2 separate regions of the Macaca mulatta genome follow, and region 2 is linked to region 1. Evidence: chromatin contacts called from public Hi-C data. All regions are on one chromosome and are shown on one strand. Each heading gives the region's core, a stretch centred on a gene start, on an enhancer-like site or on the middle of the called end of the contact. The rest is flanking DNA. Distances are from core to core; before and after follow the strand shown.

Region 1 (3,406 bases), core at 474-2,973:
CGGCTAGTTTTTTTGTATTTTTTAGTAGAGACGGGGTTTCACTGTGTCAGCCAGGATGGTCTCGATCTCCTGACCTCGTGGTCCGCCCGTCTCGGCCTCCCAAAGTGCTGGGATTACAGGCTTGAGCCACCGCGCCCGGCCGTCAGATACCATCTTAAGGACAAGACTGGCATCAAATCCATGAATCCAATAAGCATTTTAAAATGCCAGGAGCTGTGATCAGACGAAGAGGCCTTCCCTGATTATGAACTGGGGAGGAAGCATGCAGGCCCCATACAGATAACCTGGAGATGGCCTGGACACTAAAAGGTCTTCATTTCCAACTGGGTCTTAGGTCTCTCTTCCTCCTAAAATCAAGTGGGAGGTGAAGATTTTTAAATGAGGGGTGTTTTTTTTTTTTTTTTTCTGGCCTAATGCAAAGGGCATGGACAGTGGGTCAGACAGACTTAAGTTCCAAATGTGCCACTTAGTGGTTGACTGCTTTTTTGTTTTTTGAGACGGAGTCTCCCTGTGTCGCTCGGGCTGGAGTGCAGTGGCCGGATCTCAGCTCACTGCAAGCTCCATCCACCTCCCAGGTTTACGCCATTGTCCTGCCTCAGCCTCCCGAGTAGCTGGGACTACAGGCGCCCGCCACCTCGCCCGGCTAGTTTTTTGTATTTTTTAGTAGAGACGGGGTTTCACCGTGTTAGCCAGGATGGTCTCGATCTCCTGACCTCCTGATCCGCCCGTCTCGGCCTCCCAAAGTGCTGGGATTACAGGCTTGAGCCACCGCGCCCGGCCGGTTGACTGTTTTTTGTTTTGAGATGGAGTTTCGCTCTTGCTGCCCAGGCTGGAGCACAATGGTGAGATCTCGGCTCACCGCAACATCTGCCTCCTGGGTTCAAGCGATTCTCCCGCCTCAGCCTCCCGAGTAGCTGGGATTACAGACATGTGCCACCAAGTCCGGCTAATTTTGTGTTTGTGTCTGTGTATTTTTAGTCATGGAGACATGGAGACAAGGTTTCTCCAGGTTGGTCAGGCTGGTCTCGAACTCCCGACCTCAGGTGATTCGCCAGCCTCGGCCTCCCAAAGTGCTGGGATTACAGGCATGAGCCACCGCGCCCGGCCATGGTTGACTGTTTTTAAAGCGAGTCATTTATCCTATCCCTGAATGATAGATAACATGTTATTAAAGGAGAAAACACAGGTCAAACAGACTCTACATATGGTTCCTTCCGGCTGCTCTCAGGGAAGCAGGTCTGGCCACACGTGGGGCGTAGAACGAAGCCAGTGGTCAGCACCTCGACCCCGGCTTTCAGGCGTCAGAGCTCCCAGCTGTTGGACACAGGGGGCAACGAACAGGCCTCCCCCCGACAGCCAGCTAAGCGGTGGCGCCCCCTCCTACCGAGCAGCTTGCTGGTCTGGATGTCGATGGGCACGTGCTGATGGTCCTGGAGGGAAACACGGTGGGGAGGGGGGCGTGAGCGCGGCTGGGAGGACGAGCCACTCGCGCGCTCATTTCACGGTCCCAACCACCACCCTGCAGGGCCAGAACAAGGCCAGAGCGATGGGCTGGGTTGAGCCGCGCCCGGAGGGAGACCGGGGACATAGGTTAGGGGTCCGCGGCCAGTTCCCAGCACACCCAGCTCCTGTCCCCACACCTCCATCTTTCCTCCACTTCCGCTTCAGGCCGGAGACTCTGGCCCGCCCCCGCCACCACCAATCCAGTGGCGTTATGGCCGAGCTTCAGTCTAGACACAAACGGGCTTCCTTCGGCCACGTCGCCGCCTTCCGTACAGCCTATCAGGGTATACGCTCCACTCAGGCCTCCAGCCCCGCCCACCCCAAGGCTCCAAAAGGCTGAGCTCGGGAGGGGCGGGAGAATGGAGACAGCCAATCGGAGACGCGAGGCGGGCTCACGGCCGGGGACTGGCGGGGGTGCGCTGCAGCGGCCGTGCGATTGAGGCAGGCGGCGCCCGAGAGCCCAGCTTGGCAGCAGCTTGCCCAGGCGGGCACTGGATCCTCTCCGTGCGGATTGAGGTGTCTGCTGGCGGGGTCCTAGCGCCGATCTGGGAGGCCGTTGCAAATGCCTTCTTCCCTTCTTGCGTCACTTTACCATCCAGAGCAGTGTACAGGTCTCTTGTGGCACTTGTCATGCTTTGCCTTCTCATTAAGTTTCTCAAGTAGACATGGTTGAGCACCTGCAACGTGTTGGGCGATTAGGGCAGGGAAGGGGAAGGAGGAGGATCAGTGAGACGTCCCAAAGAGAACACCTACATGGAGTCTAAACGAACAGCTGAAGATAGCTGGGTGATGTGGGAAGAGGAGTTTGCTGAAGATAGCTGGGTGATGTGGGAAGAGGAGTTTTAGATGGAGGAGACTACAGAGACACAGCTTAGGTGGCCACAAACTGCAAGAGGGGTGCAAGCAACAACAGGCAGGCTGGACGGGCAACGTAATTTGTGAGGTCCAGTGCAAAATGGAAATGCATGGCCCTTTGTTACAAAATGAAAAATTTCAAGATGAAGTCGACTCTGCGGGCAGGCCCGAGTGGCTGAGGAGAGGCTGTAAAGGTGGAAAGGTCATATCAAAGGGAGCCTCATTAAGGAACTTGGACTTCATCTCTTCAGACAGAGGAATCACAGAAGGGGTTTGAGGCAGGGAGGAACCTGTACAGATAGGCTGCTGGGATGATGAATGCATGGGAGATAAGACTGGGGGCAGGGAGGCTGGAAGGAGGTTGTTATCGAGGGATTATAGCCTGAGCTGGGACACAAGGTATAGGGAGGAAGGGGAAGGGCTGGATCTGAGGAATATTTAGGAGGAAAATGGATAGGACTTGGCAATATGATTGGCTGTTTAGGTGGAGGAGAGAGACACCAAGGATGACACCTAGGTGATTAGGTGGAAGCCACCACCTGAGACAGGAATGCAGGATGCTGAGCAGGTGTTGGGGAGGAGGGGGTCTAGCTTTGAACCTGGTCTGGCAATGCTGAGATACCCCCAGATGGAAAGTGTGCAGAAGGCACTTGGGTCTATAATTTTGGAGTTCAAAGGAGTTGTCGGGGCTGGAGATACAGCTTGGAGAGTCACAAGCTGGCTAATCTGTGGTCCGAATGGTGGCTGAAGCTAAGGGAGAGTTTGAGATTGGCCAAGAAGTGGGTAGGGTAAGGAGGGAGGGTGGGCTGAGGCCAGATTCCCCAGGATCTCACAAAGCTGGGTATGCCATTTCTTTTTTTTTTTTTTGAGACGGAGTCTTGCTCTGTCGCAGGGGCTGGAGTGCAGTGACACTATCTCGGCTCACTGCAAGCTCTGCCTCCTGGGTTCACGCCATTCTCCTGCCTCAGCCTCCCGAGTAGCTGGGACTATAGGTGCCCACCACCACGCCCGGCTAATTTTGTTTTTGTATTTTTAGTAGAGACGGGGT
Region 2 (3,201 bases), core at 659-3,158, 130 kb after region 1:
GCAGCCGGGGAACTGCAGGAGATGAACCCGCTTTCCTGCAAGCTGCTTCGGGTGCCCAGATTTGTCAGCGCACAGCCTTGATGTTTGCTTCTGGAATGACATTAATTGGCAACCTCACAACCCCTCCGCGACATTGTATCAGAAGCAGCCTTCACCTTCCCATTAATCCTAGCGTGACTGACCGCCAGCACCCTAGCAGAGTAGGCTTGAGAGAAAACCAAACTCCACTAAAACACTGTTAGAATTCTTTTCTTTTCTTTTCTTTTTTTTAAGACAGAGTTTTGCTCTTGTTGCCCGGGCTGGAGTGCAATGGTGTGATCTCAGCTCACCGCAACCTCTGCCTCCCAGGTTCAAGCAATTCTTCTGCCTCAGTCTTCCCAAGTAGCTGGGATTACAGGCATGTGCCACCACGCCCAGCTAATTTTGTATTTTCAGTAGAGATGGGGTTTCTCCATGTGAGCCAGGCTGGTCTCGAACTCCCAACCTCACGTGATCCGCCCATCTTGGCCTCCCAAAGTGCTGGGATTACAGATGTGAGCCACTGTGCCCGGCCCACTGTTAGAATTGTTAAGCAAATACAGTAAAGTCAGAGGATACAAGGTCAATGTACAAAAGTCAGTAGTGTTCCTATACACTAATAACAAACTATACAAAAAATAAATCAAGAAAATAGTCCCATTTACAATAACTATCAAAATAATAAAATATTTAGGAATAAATTTAACCAAGGAGGTGAAAGATCTGTACTCTGAAAGTAAGACATTGATAAAAGAAACTGAAGAAGACACAAAGACATGGAAAAATATTTCATGCTCACAGATTGGAAGAATTACTGTTGCTAAAATGTGCATACTACTCAAAGCCATCTATAGATTCAGTGCAACCCCTGAAAGCAGATAACCTGCAGCATCTCCCCTCCCTCCATTCCTGGAGGGCTCCATATAGCAAAAGGGTGTAAGATGCATTTGTCTTAATGATGGCTATGGAGAGATGGTTTGTAGAGAAAAATGAACTGAAAATCAAAACATTTGGGGTGAGAGTATACCCCCATATGACTGTGTCACCTTTGGCCACGACTTCTTTGTGGTTTCAGTTTCACTACAGGTAAAGGCACTAAATCTTTGAACTAGAAAGTTCTAAATTTGTTTTTAAAGCTATCTTCCTATGGGTTGGAACACTATTGGACAGATAGGCCCTCTGGGATCAGATGGGTTTTGTGCACCTGTTCCCTTATTTATTTTAAGAGACAGGGTCATGCTCTGTCACCACGGCTGGAGTGCAGTGGTGTGATCTTGGCTCACCGCAGCCTCGACCTATCTGGCTCAGGCGATCCTCCCACCTCAGCCTTCTGAACAACTGGGACTACAGGCACGCAACACCACGCCCAGCTAATTTTAAAATATTTTCTGTAGAGGGGAGGTCTTGCTATGTTACCCAGGCTGGTCTTGAACTCTTGGGTTCAAGTGATCCTCCCACCACAGCTTCCCAGAGTGCTGGGATTACAGGGGCCAGCCCCCCGCACCTAGCCTCCACCACTCTTGTATTCTGTATCTTAGTCCCCTGGGTGCCTCCAGCCTGGGATTGCGCCTCTGGGATTCAAACCGGGACTCAAGTATCTTGAGGTTCTTCCTTAGTCTCCAGATGTCCCAGCAGTCCCCCTTCTCTGACAAAGGCTCCCTTTTCACGCGGGATCCTTTCCACCCCTAGCTCCAGCTCCCCGCAGTGACTCCGTGGGGTTAGCAACCTTTGTCAGGCCTAAAATGGGCGCCCGGGTAGGACAGGAAGCCAGGTGTGGCTCGCAAGGCCGCTCCGCTCCGGGAAGTGGTGCAGGCGCGCGCCCTGGTGGAAAACGGCGGAGCTGCACGCTCCGTTCCGGCTCCGACCCGGAGGCCGAAGGCCTTCCAGGTCGCCTGGGAGTCTCCGCCCAATGGGGCGGCCCTGGCCAGAAGCGGAGGAGGTGGCACCCGGGACCGAGCTGGGGTCTTGGAGGGAGAGAGAGTGAGGGGAATACAGTATTGGGGGTGAGAGAAGGGTTGGATAGAAGAGGGTCGGGTATCTGGACATGCGCAGGGCCGCGGGACTCTTGGTGGGGTAGCGAGGGGAACGGTCCCACGACTGCTCCCAAGGGCCGGAACTCCCAGTGGGGGCGGGATCCTCGGAGTGCCCGCCTGCGGACTCCCAAGCCTGGAGCCTGGGGAGAGGGTGGGCACCACTGCTCCCGCACACCGGGGCATGGTGTGTGCGCCGAGCGTCCAGGAGCCACGGCGGTGTCTTCCCTGCGCGTCGTTTACGCGTGTGGGGGTAGGCGGCTCCCCGGGGCTGAGCTGTGGCCAGGTTTATGGAGAGGCCCGCCTCTCCCCAGATGGCATCGTCGAGCCCTGACTCTCCATGTTCCTGCGACTGCTTTGTCTCTGTGCCCCCGGCCTCAGCCATCCCAGCTGTGATCTTTGCCAAGAACTCGGACCGACCCCGGGACGAGGTGCAGGAGGTGGTGTTTGTCCCCGCAGGTTCTCACACTCCTGGGAGCCGGCTCCAGGTGGGTTAGGCCTTATGGGGTGCTGGGAGGTGTGACAGAGCTCTGCATTCTTCTAAGACCTTTTCCCCTGCTCCCCACACGTGGGAGGCTGCCAGAAGTAGTTAAAGAGCATGAGCTTTAAGCCTACCAACCTGGACCTGAGCCCATTATGTAGCCTCAGTCTACCTCAGTTTCCTCTTCTATAAAATGGGAATGAGACATTCCTCAAAGGGATCTATAAGGTGATTGGCAGAGTGCCAGCACTCGAGGGGCCGCCCCTCTCTGAGTGGACACTTCCTTTCTCCTCCCTCACCTCCAGTGCACATACATTGAAGTGGAACAGGTGTCGAAGACGCACGCTGTGATTCTGAGCCGTCCTTCTTGGCTATGGGGGGCTGAGATGGGCGCCAACGAGCATGGTGTCTGCATTGGCAACGAGGCTGTGTGGACGAAGGAGCAAGTTGGGGAGGGGGAAGCCCTGCTGGGCATGGACCTGCTCAGGTGCAGACCCTGCCCTTCCTCATCTGCCTGAAACACCAGAAATCTGGGGGCTGAGTTTTGACCTGGGCCCATCCATTCCTCCCCCAGCCTGGTTCACAGGGGCCTCCTCCACTCTGCAGACTTTGCCCTCGTGCCCTCGTGAGGAAGGCTGCAACAGCAGCCACCTTTGGGCCTCTCCTGGCCCA

Evidence for each region. Hi-C and Micro-C count contacts between places; a contact is called where the count stands out from the background.
Region 2: a Hi-C map of fetal cortical plate shows a contact between it and region 1, with 3 times the contacts expected there. The contact joins the promoter of SCRN2 here to the promoter of CDK5RAP3 in region 1. A contact is called at or near these places in 3 of 14 Hi-C or Micro-C datasets (fetal cortex germinal zone, fetal cortical plate and liver).

What each region holds. Positions count from the first base shown.
Region 1 is chr16:62,053,097-62,056,502 of T2T-MMU8v2.0, forward strand. It overlaps CDK5RAP3 (CDK5 regulatory subunit associated protein 3), which reads right to left and starts at 1,724. Exons shown (of 14, transcript NM_001261645.1): 1 at 1,641-1,724; 2 at 1,385-1,430. The coding sequence starts at 1,646.
Region 2 is chr16:62,187,568-62,190,768 of T2T-MMU8v2.0, forward strand. SCRN2 (secernin 2) reads left to right here and starts at 1,909. Exons shown (of 8, transcript XM_077971354.1): 1 at 1,909-1,998; 2 at 2,363-2,530; 3 at 2,829-3,016. The coding sequence starts at 2,363.